Regions from separate parts of the Anser cygnoides genome. Here region 2 is linked to region 1. A link is a contact called in public Hi-C data. All regions are on one chromosome and are shown on one strand. Each heading gives the region's core, a stretch centred on a gene start, on an enhancer-like site or on the middle of the called end of the contact. The rest is flanking DNA. Distances are from core to core; before and after follow the strand shown.

Region 1 (5,924 bases), core at 2,063-4,562:
TGACTTCTTAAAAACAAACAAGGAAGGGGAAATCACACACCTGATGGAAAACTAAGCATTATACTTATGTGGGTTTTTTTTCCTTTCTTTGTTTTACAGTGAAGAGAGCTACAATGTCACAGATTATTCTTTAAGGGATCAGCTCGTGGTACAGCAGTGTGACAGTGAGGACCTGACTTCTTCTCCTGTAAAGAACACTTCAGCTATGCTGTACTCCCGGCAGAGCGCTACGGTGTACCCCTTCAGATTGGCAGTCCTCAGTAACCACGCAGGAGAGAAGGTGGAGATGCTCTTGGGAACAGACACTCCGTAAGTAAATAGTTATAACTTCTGTAATTTTTCCACCTGATCGTCTCAGGTTGTTGTTGCTCTCCCAGCTCCCAAGCATGGCAGTATGAAATGCCCAGCTTCTCTTTGTTTGCAAAGCTTAAAACAAGATGAAACAAAACAGTACAGTAGAGTTCACAAGCAGGCAGTCTGTATGATATCTGATCAGCAGTGACCAGGGAAGGGTTACATCAGAAATGACCCTGTATTTGTCACGGGCCACACTGGTGTCCTGTTCAGCAGCGCTGGAGAGTTTGTTGTTCCACCTGCTGACTGTTGTGATTTGCACTGTTTTTATTCCATTAAGTGTGCACTTCCAAAGCTAGGCAAGGTAACGGTGACAAGCCTTTCTGTTTTTTAATGGTTGGCGGAGAAGGAGAATGTGCAGCTTGTATAAGATCCTAGATAGAGGAATAAATATTTACTGGAATAAAATAGAGCCTCTCCAAACCTGGTTCGTTTTCTCATGGATAATCTTGTCATGAGCAGGCTCAGTGGTTTTAAATCCATGTCATGTTACTGTCATTCTCTTTTTTTGATGTCATGTTGTAGGGATAATAGCAAATTGAGTACACATGCTAAAATTATGTAAACTGAAGTATCTGTTGCTAGGTGCTGTTGTTTTAGGTCTTCAGACCAAGAATTAACTGTGCCTCTGCCTCAGAGACTGCCAGTTCCCTAGGCAGTGAGTAATGGCGTGGCTGTGCTTTGCAGTGAGTTACTTTAATACCATTAGTGATAAGTAAATTGAGAGCCCATTAGAGGGTAGAATAGAAAGGAGAAATGACAAAGCTTCACTTGTATGTAGTTCGGTGTGGTCTGAAATAGAGTTCTCATCACAAAGCCACATCTGACTTTCTGCAAACATTTTGCTGCCTCTTCCAAACCTGCAGCCAAATGGCTAAGTACAAAGCTGGTGGCAGTAAGGAACAAAAAAAGGAACTAAAAAAATACATTGAGATAATGCAGAGGGAGTCCGTGTTGGTGCAAGGCACAGTGAGCTACAGTCATGCATTGCTTCAAGGTGTTGAAAGATTATCTGTGATAGCTTTGCATAAAAATGTTTCTCATAAACAGGAACCAAAAATCTTAGGTTTAAGACTTCTTATTTTTGAAAAAAAAAAAAAAAAAAAAAGGAGAACTGACATGACCATTCCTAAACAGTGAGGACTTTTTGTTGCATTTTAGTTGGAGGGGGTTTTCATCAGAGGGAAAGACTGTAAGTCAGTGTAATGTTGCTGAAGACAGCAGAGTATCTGAAGGGTAATCCAGGCTGAAGATAATAATAATGCTGGATTTCTGAATCCCTTCTGGTTGTTATTGGTGAGGCAAACATGCCAGGACTGCAGGACAGGGATTTACGGGGGATTGGAGGGGGGAGCGTGGGGAGAAGCTTGTATGTGCAAAAATAAAGGTGGTGTTTTCCAAACTGAGCTTAAAATGCAACCATTTTGATTCCAGCAAAGGGCAGACTATAAGCTGTCACTGCTTTCATTTGCAGTCCTCACTTAGCATCAAGATAATTAGCTCATTCTAATTAAGCCAAATCTAGTGAAAGTTAATTATTGTTCTATTTGCTTCTTACAGTAGGATGACCTCAGGCTTTAGTGGCGGGTAATGCAGTTTAAAATTACTTTAAAAACAGAGTAAGCAACGTAGCTGCCATTAACCTTTCACCTTGCCCTGGATGCATTTTTCCTGTGCGAGGCTCAGAGGCTCCCAGGCACAGCCCCTCAGGGCCCTGCTGTCTTTGGAGCTTGTGGAGGGTCTCTGGCTGCCCCCTGCCTGGTACAGCACTGGGTCTTGGGCACTCTTGGTGTTAAGGTGCTGTCTTTATTAAGCATCACAATGCCTCTGTAGCTACGTGACTTTTGTATGGCATACCTCAACTTCTCTGCGTAACGTTTCTGACCTCCGTTGCCTGCATACACTCCGAGTTTAAATTGTGAAGTGCTCAGTTTCTGGATCAGTTTCATTTGAGCCTCTCTAAGTCTCTGGATCATTGTTGAGAGCCCAAAGACGACTGTGGACAATGAAGGTTAGTTACCCAAATACTACAAATACAGCAACGCTCTGAGACGTGTGGTTGGGGCTTTGGGTGATCCTGTGTGGACCAGGAGCTGGACTCGGTGACCCCTGTGGGTCCCTTCCAACTCGGGATGCTCCGTGGCTCTGCTTCCACTTGAACTACAAATGGCGCTGAATTATCGCTGCTGGTTGCTGTAGCGTAAGTACGTGTTAGGTCAAATACTTCTCTAATATTTTCTTCTGAGAGCTGGAAGTTGAGATGTGGGTTTTCTGCCTCGCTTGCCTGTTAGCAGAGAACTTCTCTCAAATAATCAATGGGGCCAGGGGGTAAGTGCCTAAAGTAAACTGGAGAGCAACGAGTGTCCTGTAGCTGCAAGCAGTCCGTACACCTGCATTCTGTAGTGCGCTTAGGTATGTAGCTGTCTTACCGGTGGTTCAGACCATTACCGACCTCCCAGACCAGTGCTCGTCACTAAGAACTGCAGGTTTTTGCATTCCTGGCAGAAGTTGCAGGCAGCTTTGGCTGTGTAACAGTGCTCCCATCTCATCCCGGGCACGCGGGATAACTGCAGGTGAACCTACGCGTAACGCAGCGTAGCACGAGGCAAATGTTGCCTTTACGGTGTAGTTAGGGAGATTCTCTTAGCATTTATCTTGACAAGACGACCTGGGATAATCGGACTGCAGAGATTCATCAAGGATTGCTCTGGTATTTTTTCTGCACTGGTTTCTTCCTTGCTGCTTTGAAGTACCTTGTCCTGCTAGTTATTTTAGCAGCAGGGCATTTCTAACAAGCACTCCGTGCGTAGGGTGCAGGATTAGCTGGGGGACATGGGCACAGGGGATCCCGCGGCACAGCAAACGCTGAACTGAGTGCGTTGGGTCCAATGCTGAACGGTGCTGTCCCGGGGCAGCTTTGTGAGCCCTGTACCACAGCGGTCGGACGGTGCGGGAGCGGAAACTGCAGGATGGGATGGAGGAGGAGTTTGGCATGGCCGCGGGGAAGCTGGGGAGCTGTGCCGGATAGAGGTGGTCCTTGTTCTCCTGGGGCAGTGCTGGAGTGCTCCGCTTTAGAAAAGGGCAACAAGCGGCGTCTTGTTCTTTGGGGTGCGAGTCTCGGAGAGGCCATCGCTGCTCTGTGGTGCCATTAACTTGCACACAGCCCTTCACAGAAGTGAAAGATGGGATCTGTTCCGCGGGGGCTGGGGGCGGGACAGAGGACATGAAACAGAACGCTCCAGACGCATCCCAGCCTGGAAAAACTTACGGTTTTAGGTTTGCTTTCAAAGTTTAGAATAACTCTGAAAGAAACTATAGATCGTTAATGATCCCTATTAAAGATCTTACTATAAAGTAAGCAGATGATTCAGACTTGCTTGGAAATGCGTTTTTATTGGGAAAAAAATGAAGCGCATTTTTAGTTGTCTGGGCTTTTTATAAAAAGACATTTTGTTCTACAAAAGATTACTGCTTGCCTATATAAGGTTTGTAATATAAATAGCAGTCCAGCAGATTGTCTTTCAAGGGAAAGAATCTCTGACAATACCTCCTTGATGTGAAAACTCTTTTTATAGAGCGTTACCGTGTGTTGTGCGCTCAGGGTACAGAAAATCCCAGATTTCTTGTAACTTTAGGCGAGCGCGATGGGGAGGGCAGCGGCAGGAGGAGGCAGCTGGACACTTCAGAGCACTCGCTGAACGGGGCGATGCACAGGTGGAAGCGAAATGTTTGCGTTGACTCCGATTTCCAGCGCAGCAGAGGCCTGTTCCCACTGTCCTCGCTCCGGGACAGCTGTAATTGTGCCTGCTGCTGGAGGCGGAGGGTTAAATGACACGGTCATTTAGCATTAGATTATCCACTGGTGCTGGCATCTTTTTGTATTTGTTTCCCACTCTGTCTGTTTACACAAGTAACATCGATTCTCTTGAAAAATACATGGAAAGTTGCAGAGGGACATACATAAAGGCTTTCCTAGTCTGGCTGAAAGCAGTGGTTTCTGGACGGGATTTTTCATATGCTCTAACAGTGCCTGCTGGGAGAAGGTGACTTCAGTGGGAGCAAATTTGTTTTGTTTTCACAAAATATATGGTGTACATGGATTTATGAAGAAACGTGTATTTAGACAGGAAGCCAGTCTGGCATTATCCCATTTTTTCAGAGTTGCCTGAAAGGAAATGTAATTTTCTTATCAAGACTGGTTAAGGGAAAATACGAATCTGTAAATAACATGTTTCTAAAAATAAGAACAAAATTAAGCTTGTGCAAAATTCTATATGTTTTCTTACTGTGGTTGAAACACAAGTTTAGCACTGGTTTCAGAGTTTCAAAAAAATAGACAAATGCAGAAGACAGATGATACTATTTTTAGTTAAAAACTCAAGTTATCTAAAGACAAAAACAAAATTTTGAAAAAGAAAATTCAAGTGGGTTATTTGTTTAATTAGTCGTAAGTATTAGTCGCAGACACTAGTAAAAGTTTACCTGCATTACTTAAAAAACAAAATAAGGGTACGTACGATGTGATGCCAGTAAGAACCATGTGTGTATAGGCATTTTTTTCTACTCTAACATGCTTAAAATGTTTAACAGTGCTTGAAGAATGCTTTTACAAGAAGTAGTATCACACCTTCTGGCTGTATTTTGAAAGGAGGAGAAAGGAGGTTACTTGTTCAGTTTTTCTTTCGCAATAAGAGGAAGAATTTAAATACAGAATCGTGAAAAGGGAGTAGTCTTGATCATTTTTCAAGAGCATGAGTTGGGAAACTGAATTTTTTTCTTTGCTGTTTGCAGGAGTGAAAGAGCTCGCTGGATTACGGTGCTTGGGCAAGACAGAGATGGGCAGAAAACAGACAGAACAAGTAAGTTGCAAGTACTGAGATTTTTGAGCACTGACAGGAGAATAGAAGTGCACTGCCCCTTAGCGGGGATTTGAGCAAATACAGGCTGGATCCTTAAAAGGTCACCTTTTCTTTTCCTGGGCTATGTTACTTTAATATACACGAAGCTGTCATCTCTTCCTTCTTTGAGGAGCTTTGTTTTGCCCAGCTATTTCTGTTTGCGTTCATTAACACGGGTCAGTTGTTTCAATCTGTTACCAAGAGCATATTTCTTCATATGTTTAACCCAAGTTTGTGTGCAGTTGTTCAGGGGGGAAGCCATCTGCATCGTTTGCTGCCACCTGCGTTGTGGGTGGGTGGGGTGTGGCAGGGCATATGCTAAAATACACTGATTTATTTTAAATCAATTATATACACATTTGAATAGAAGATATGAAATGGAAATATTCTAATTCAGCCTTTCTTTTTTTTTTCTTCCCCAGCCTTGACTCAGGTAGAGATCATCAGAACTTACACAGCGAAGCAGTCAGACGAGCTCTCTCTTCAAGTTGCTGATGTTGTTTTGGTTTATCAAAAGGTGAATGATGGTGAGTATGTGTTGTTAGTAACCCTCTCTTACCCCTGCAGATGAATCCAGCTAGAAGAATTTGTTTCCTAATAGAGATGGCCATATGATGAATAAAGATTAAGCTTCCAAGAAAAACTTGAGCATTTAGGTTCAAGTTTCTAAGG
Region 2 (5,924 bases), core at 1,784-4,283, 64 kb before region 1:
GTTTGAGCTGCAATCACAATGTGAAATCAGTGCTGTAGCTACAGCTGCAGAAATTCCAGAAGTTCCTGCTCTGGGTTGCCTGCAATGTAAATCAGGGCGTGAGCCCTCGGAAAATGCTGGTCTCTGTCTGCTTCATCTCAAAATGAGTGCTTGCTTCTATTTAAAGACAATGTGTTTTACCCTGAGTTTATCACAAAAGGCTGGATAATTGGATGATACAAACTGGCATAGCTCCACGGATGCCAACTGGCATTTAACCCCATTTCTGCATTACTTGATGGCTGGAACCGCTGCTTTGGATGGGCATCAGAGCAAAGGGATACCAAGGCACATGCAATGAGACATGTCATTACCTAGTGGTCAAACCACAGTACAATATTTTAAGAAGTTTGCATTGTCCTAACCCCTGAGTCCGGTGTGCTGGCACTCACGTGGCGACTTCCTGACCGTGTGTCACCTACCTGGAACTGAAACCTTTCTATTTCCCAGAGGTACAGTTGGTGGCACCTTTCCAAAATTCTCCTGGCAAAACGTGTTTGTAAGTAAGCTGCACAATCAGTGCCTTGTCACAGTGTGCGTAGATCTCCAGATGTTTTGCTTATTTTCACATCCCACAGACACACACTGTAGTTTAACGGAGGAAGAACTGGATTTTTTTTTCATCTGTCATCTCTTTATCACTAGCTCTTGGTGATTGACTAGAGAATTTATGCGTTGCAGATGCAGCCCCTCGGCTCCAGCGAGGAGCTTATAAATAGCGTAATGCAAAAACTGCAGCCTGGCGCCAGTGCTGCGAGCTGCAGAGCCATGTGCCCTTTTCGTGGAGGAGTCTGTAGCACAAACTCCTCTTGGCCTTCTAGCACATCACTGGGCTCATAAATTTTTCTGAGGTTAAAAATAAGATAAACAGCCCTGTCTAGTGGCAATTTCAATAACTACATCAGAAGGACATTACTTCTAAAAGAATTCAGCCCCATATGTGTTGAATCAAGTGCGTTTAAAAATAGATGGTTGGCTTGCCTTTCTACATGGCAAATGCTCCAAGTACTTCTCCAGAGACCCTGGATAAACATGTGAGGCCGTACTCTGCCGTTAGCTTTCTCCTAAGAGATTAGCTGCCTTTATTTAATTTTCACCAAAACCAATACAACTCCCTGATGGCTTGCCACTTCTCAGGCTGTGGCTGTATCTGACGCCTCCCCTTGGACGTACTCAGTGCTGGAGGTCCAAAACCTGCCTTGGGCTCCCAAGTGGAAGCTCTCTTTGTGCTGGAAGCCGTGTGGGAGCAGACTTTGCATCACTCTGGGTTCTTGTGGGTCCTGTGGTGCTCCTGGAGGTGGCTCTTACCCGCAGAAAGGGGAAGGTTTTGTTGGGATCGCCGTCTGCACAGCTCGGGGCCTGCAGCAGCCCCGCTTCAGGCCTTCCCGCGGGCTGCCGTGTGCGCTGCTCCGCTGGGCCCGGCGGCACCCAGTTCTCGAGGTGAGCCTGGTGGGGACAGGGGCAATAGCACGGATGGCCCAGCGAGGATGGGGAACCCAAGGGGCTTTTTCATAATTTTAAAACCCCATCACCACATAAGGTGGGCTGGCCCAGAGCTGGTGGTTTGCAGGGTGGGCGTGGGGTGGGCGCAGCGGCAGGCAGGCATCCAGCTGCCTCCTGACACTGGGGGAGGTGTTATCTCTGGCCTCTAGAGTTTAGCAGCCTGACACCCACCTACGTGGTCTTGCTTTTCTTGTTCTGTCACACTCAGGTGTGTGCTCATTGAGATAAGAGATTTCCGAAACCCAGAGGCAGCCCACCCTCCTGCTGCACACCCACCCACTCATCATTATCTGCTCTGTTTGCTCTTAGAGAATGTTTCAAAGAATTCAAGAATGGTTTTTTTTTTATGATATTGATGGTAAAAAAACAAACAAACAAAAAAAACTTTTTATCAAAAGGGAAAATGAGTGTGAAGGGAGCAGTTAGTGAAATTATTGGTATTATAATTGACTTGTGTATTGGTGTTTGTTGTGTATGTGCATATGCATCCATGCATTGTACAGCCTAGATCTGGGAGTCACACTGCCTATATTAGTTGTGGTAAATCAAACTAAGTAAGCAGAAATAATAAAGAAATTGCGTGAGGCAAAGACTCGGCATGCTATCCTTGTCTAATGATGTCAGATTGCAGAGGATCAAAGGTCGGAGCCTGAAGGAAGGAAGGTGACCTCACTAGGAGCTGCTCAGATGTCAGGTGAAGTGCACGCCCCACAAACACCGATAGCATGTTGGTGCTGCAGCCAGAGGTAAGAGCTGAAGATGCTGGTAGATTACAAAACAAATGGCACAGGTTTTTTATATGTAAAACTCTCTTGAAACAAGAACTCTGCTTTTTCTAGGCAGGCAGTCTTTATTTCTTAATCTCAGGGCAAGCAGGTAGAGACAGAAATAAAGCTGTGGCTAGCTGGAAGAGTCATGTGCAACAGAGCTTTAATGTGAAGTCTAAACTTGCATGTTTGTCTGAAGTCTCCAATGAAGCCAACAGAATTTTATAAAAGGAATGCATTCTTGTTAAATCTGTCTCCTCCCTTGCAACACCTCCAGTCAGAGCCTGCAGCCTTGACTTGCTTTTTGCATAAGCAAAGGCTGAAGATAAAGAGAGAGAAGCAATAATAGAAACCTGCAGTTTGCAAAGTGCCCTGCCCAGAAAGAATTCAGGACTTTGATTCAGCTGCTGTCTCTGGACTCTTGCTTTATCTGAGTTCTGTGTAAGTGCTTTTCTTTGTGCCCCATCTCTTTGTTGCCTTTCTCTGCCATATACCAGACTGAATCTGGTGAATTAGGTTTTTCAGTTATTTTTGTCCGATGTTTTTTAAGCTGCAAGTCCTGGATCATGTCTCCTATTTCTCATTCTCCCCTTGAGCTGGGTTTTCTTTCTTACATCTCCTTTTATGAGTTCTGACTCAATTCACTCACTTTGTGTGTTGGCATCTCCCATCACGACTGCCTGCCAATTCCTTGCAAGCCCCGTGTCATCTCCTCCACGCACTGTGGTTCTTGGCTGCCTGCCGAGTCTCAGACTTCACACTTCAGGATTTCTAGGATCTGCCCTCTTGAGAATTTTTTCCTTTTTTTATTTCCTCTCCCTTTTAATATTTAAAACGATTTCTCCTCTGGCCCTGAGTTGAACTCTCTCCAGGCACAAGGCAAATCAGACTGTTCTGCAGCCTGAGGTGGAGCACGCTGAGCTCAGACGGGCAGCACAGAGGGCAGGCGCCGTGTGCTCCTGGGGTTGTATTCAACACGTGAGGGTCTCTCGGCTGCCGCTCTGAACAGCAAGATCTGTGGGTAACCCAGCATGCCAAGTTTTAATATGCTCCAAAGATTGATAGATGCTAAAAATTCCATTTGGTGACAAACTGAGGGAAGGCAACAGTTGACAGGAAGCGTTATCCTGGCAGTTTTAAGTTGTTCTTCCTATTTGCTGTAAAGGGTGTTTCCCACATACAATTGTGCAAAATTGAATAAGAAAAGCTAGCTAATTTGCAGGGGAGAAAAAAATTCTTAAATGTGGTTGTATATAAACCAGCTTCTCTTACAGACTTATTTCTAAGGCTTCCTCAAAGTTGCTTGCTCTTTTGAAATTCTGTTGCTGGTTTTGTGGTTCCATTTAGTACCAAATGGCTACTTTGCCTGCTTTTTTGTATAACGAACAGTGTGTATGTCAATCACATATAAAACAAACTTGCACGTGTTAACATTAAATGGTCACAATCACTTTCTCATACTCTGTTTTGATCTCTGTGGGAAGCAGGCACAGAAAGAGACGAAGAATGTGGATCTAGAAATACGTACATGCTTGCAGAAGAACTTGCTGGCCTGCACATGCATTGCTCCAGTCTTCATGAGAAGTTTGTATCTGACCTAGTATCTGGACAAAAGTTTTCTTGGTTCTTAACCTGTAGTATTAAGGCAGTAATTCCATAGCTTATGTTGCTCATTATAACTAATGTAATAATCACATAACAAAATATACAAATAGAGAATAAAACTGTCTTTTCATCCTTAGACTAGAATACTGTGTTCTTTATAACCCATTTATACATTTGTATAAACATGCCATATGGATATTCATTAATGAATGTTCTTTGCAAATATAACCCCTTCTTTCTGCATGTAATAAGTCAGCCTTGACTTCTGGATAGTGTTTGCATAATTGGAATAACCTTATGTGCCAGACTCAGAAATTGCTTAAGTCAATGAGAAGCTGTAAGTCTTTCCACTAAGCTGAACAAGTTTAGGATCTTGATTTATTTTCGTATTTAAATTTAGATCTTTCTGCCTTTGTTTTTTTTTGCATAGCAATTTTATAATATTGATCACTTGTGATATATGGCTGATCACATAACTCATACACTATTATTTCTTTCACTCGATTTGATACCTATAAACTCTTTTGCAGTAATGTTACCCTCATCAAATTTCCTGGGTAAGGATGTCTGTATACATATTTGTATACATACATATAATATACATGTGTGGGCTGTCTGTATATATTTAACAGCACAAACTCCATTCTGCACACATGGTTTCTGTGTGGGCAGAAAGATTTAATTCACAGACATCGGTGCCAGAGCAGGAGTAGCCTGGTGGCTAGCAGTCCCACACTGGCTCCCTTCCTAGCTAACGCACGCTGCCTTTTACACAGCTGCGTGCTCATCCTCGCGGGAACAGAGATGCCTGTAGTGACCGACTGTGCAGATTTCTCTGTTACAGATTCTCAAATGCTCTCTTTATGACCTAGTGTTCTTATAAATAACTATTTTTGGTTACTTTCATGAGCTGCAGTTGACAGCAGTGGGACTCCTATTTAATTACATTATGGTTCTTATTAATACCAGATGTGTTCATCACAGCTCGAAGGATTGCAGTGACTACCAAAGGAATTACGCCTTAAGTGGAGTCTGACATGTAAATCTCAGAGTACTGTTCTCCAGAGATTCATGTAAACTGTCCATCATTTGTTTGCTCCTTCCATTCTTGTATTAAAGGCACCCTAAGCTGTAAGTGTACCTGTCGCTTAACAGGGCTTGTGTCTAAAGCACTCTGCTGAGGCTGGCTGCTCTTCGCAGCAGTCATAGTGAGCGGAGCAAGCTGAAAAGTCCCAGAACCTCAGACTGAATGTTGCTGAAGGATAAATCTGAAGGAGCAGCTGATTTTGTATCAGGGCCTACCTGGGTGCGTTCTTCAAGAAGTCAGCGGTACGGCACCAGAGCAAGCAGTGAATGGTTGATTATACTGTGGTATGCAAAGTGAAGATCAGAAAAAAAGGCTGTTCCTGCATGTGTTCTCAGTGGTAGGAATTAAGACGGAATATCAGGGAGGAATGCAAGACAGAAGGCTCTAGCAGATAAGGACAGCGTGCAGTAGCAGCTTCTCAGGAGTCAACGGCAATATGAGAAAAAGCAGCGTCTGGATCTCAGGGTCAGTTGATATGTTTGCAGATAATACACATTGCTCGTCGACTCTGTTTAAACAAGTTTCTCTTTTACAAACTGATTTTTGCCAGTGATTTAATTGCCGGTTTGATGATTGCTTGCAACTGCATATAAATCACTGTCTAAAGCATTGTTTTCATTTGTCTCCTTCAAATATACAGCATTAATTCTGGAGTAATAAGATTGGCAAAATACAATGTATATTATTCACATCTGTAAATGAAAATAACTATTAGTTAATGTCCAATAGAGATTATCAGCTAGATGTCTTAGCAGCAGCTCTATTTTATGCAGGCAGAATTTAAATAGGATTGGGGTCAGCAGTAATTTAGTCTGAATAAGGATGTGGTTTTTGGTTATTGCTGAGCTGTATGCAGATTTGAAAAGAACACAGCCAGAGAACTTGCGTGGAAGTAAATGAGAACAAAACTTAATCCTTTACTA

What was found. Hi-C and Micro-C count contacts between places; a contact is called where the count stands out from the background.
Region 2: a Hi-C map of liver shows a contact between it and region 1, with 2.4 times the contacts expected there. The contact joins two enhancer-like sites. A contact is called at or near these places in 4 of 7 Hi-C or Micro-C datasets (fetal liver, granulosa cells and liver).

What each region holds. Positions count from the first base shown.
Region 1 is chr9:26,081,884-26,087,807 of Taihu_goose_T2T_genome, reverse strand. ARHGEF26 (Rho guanine nucleotide exchange factor 26) reads left to right here. Exons shown (of 14, transcript XM_013193056.3): 11 at 100-309; 12 at 5,146-5,213; 13 at 5,675-5,779. Among named protein-coding and RNA genes, the nearest start is that of DHX36, 26 kb to the right of the region's middle. Within about 2 kb of position 3,312, at least 1 of the 3 cell types and tissues checked has open chromatin away from gene starts, as enhancers often do.
Region 2 is chr9:26,145,215-26,151,138 of Taihu_goose_T2T_genome, reverse strand. LOC106043562 (a long non-coding RNA gene) reads left to right here. Exons shown (of 8, transcript XR_010833684.1): 7 at 2,167-2,288; 8 at 3,797-4,050. Among named protein-coding and RNA genes, the nearest start is that of ARHGEF26, 19 kb to the right of the region's middle. Within about 2 kb of position 3,033, at least 1 of the 3 cell types and tissues checked has open chromatin away from gene starts, as enhancers often do.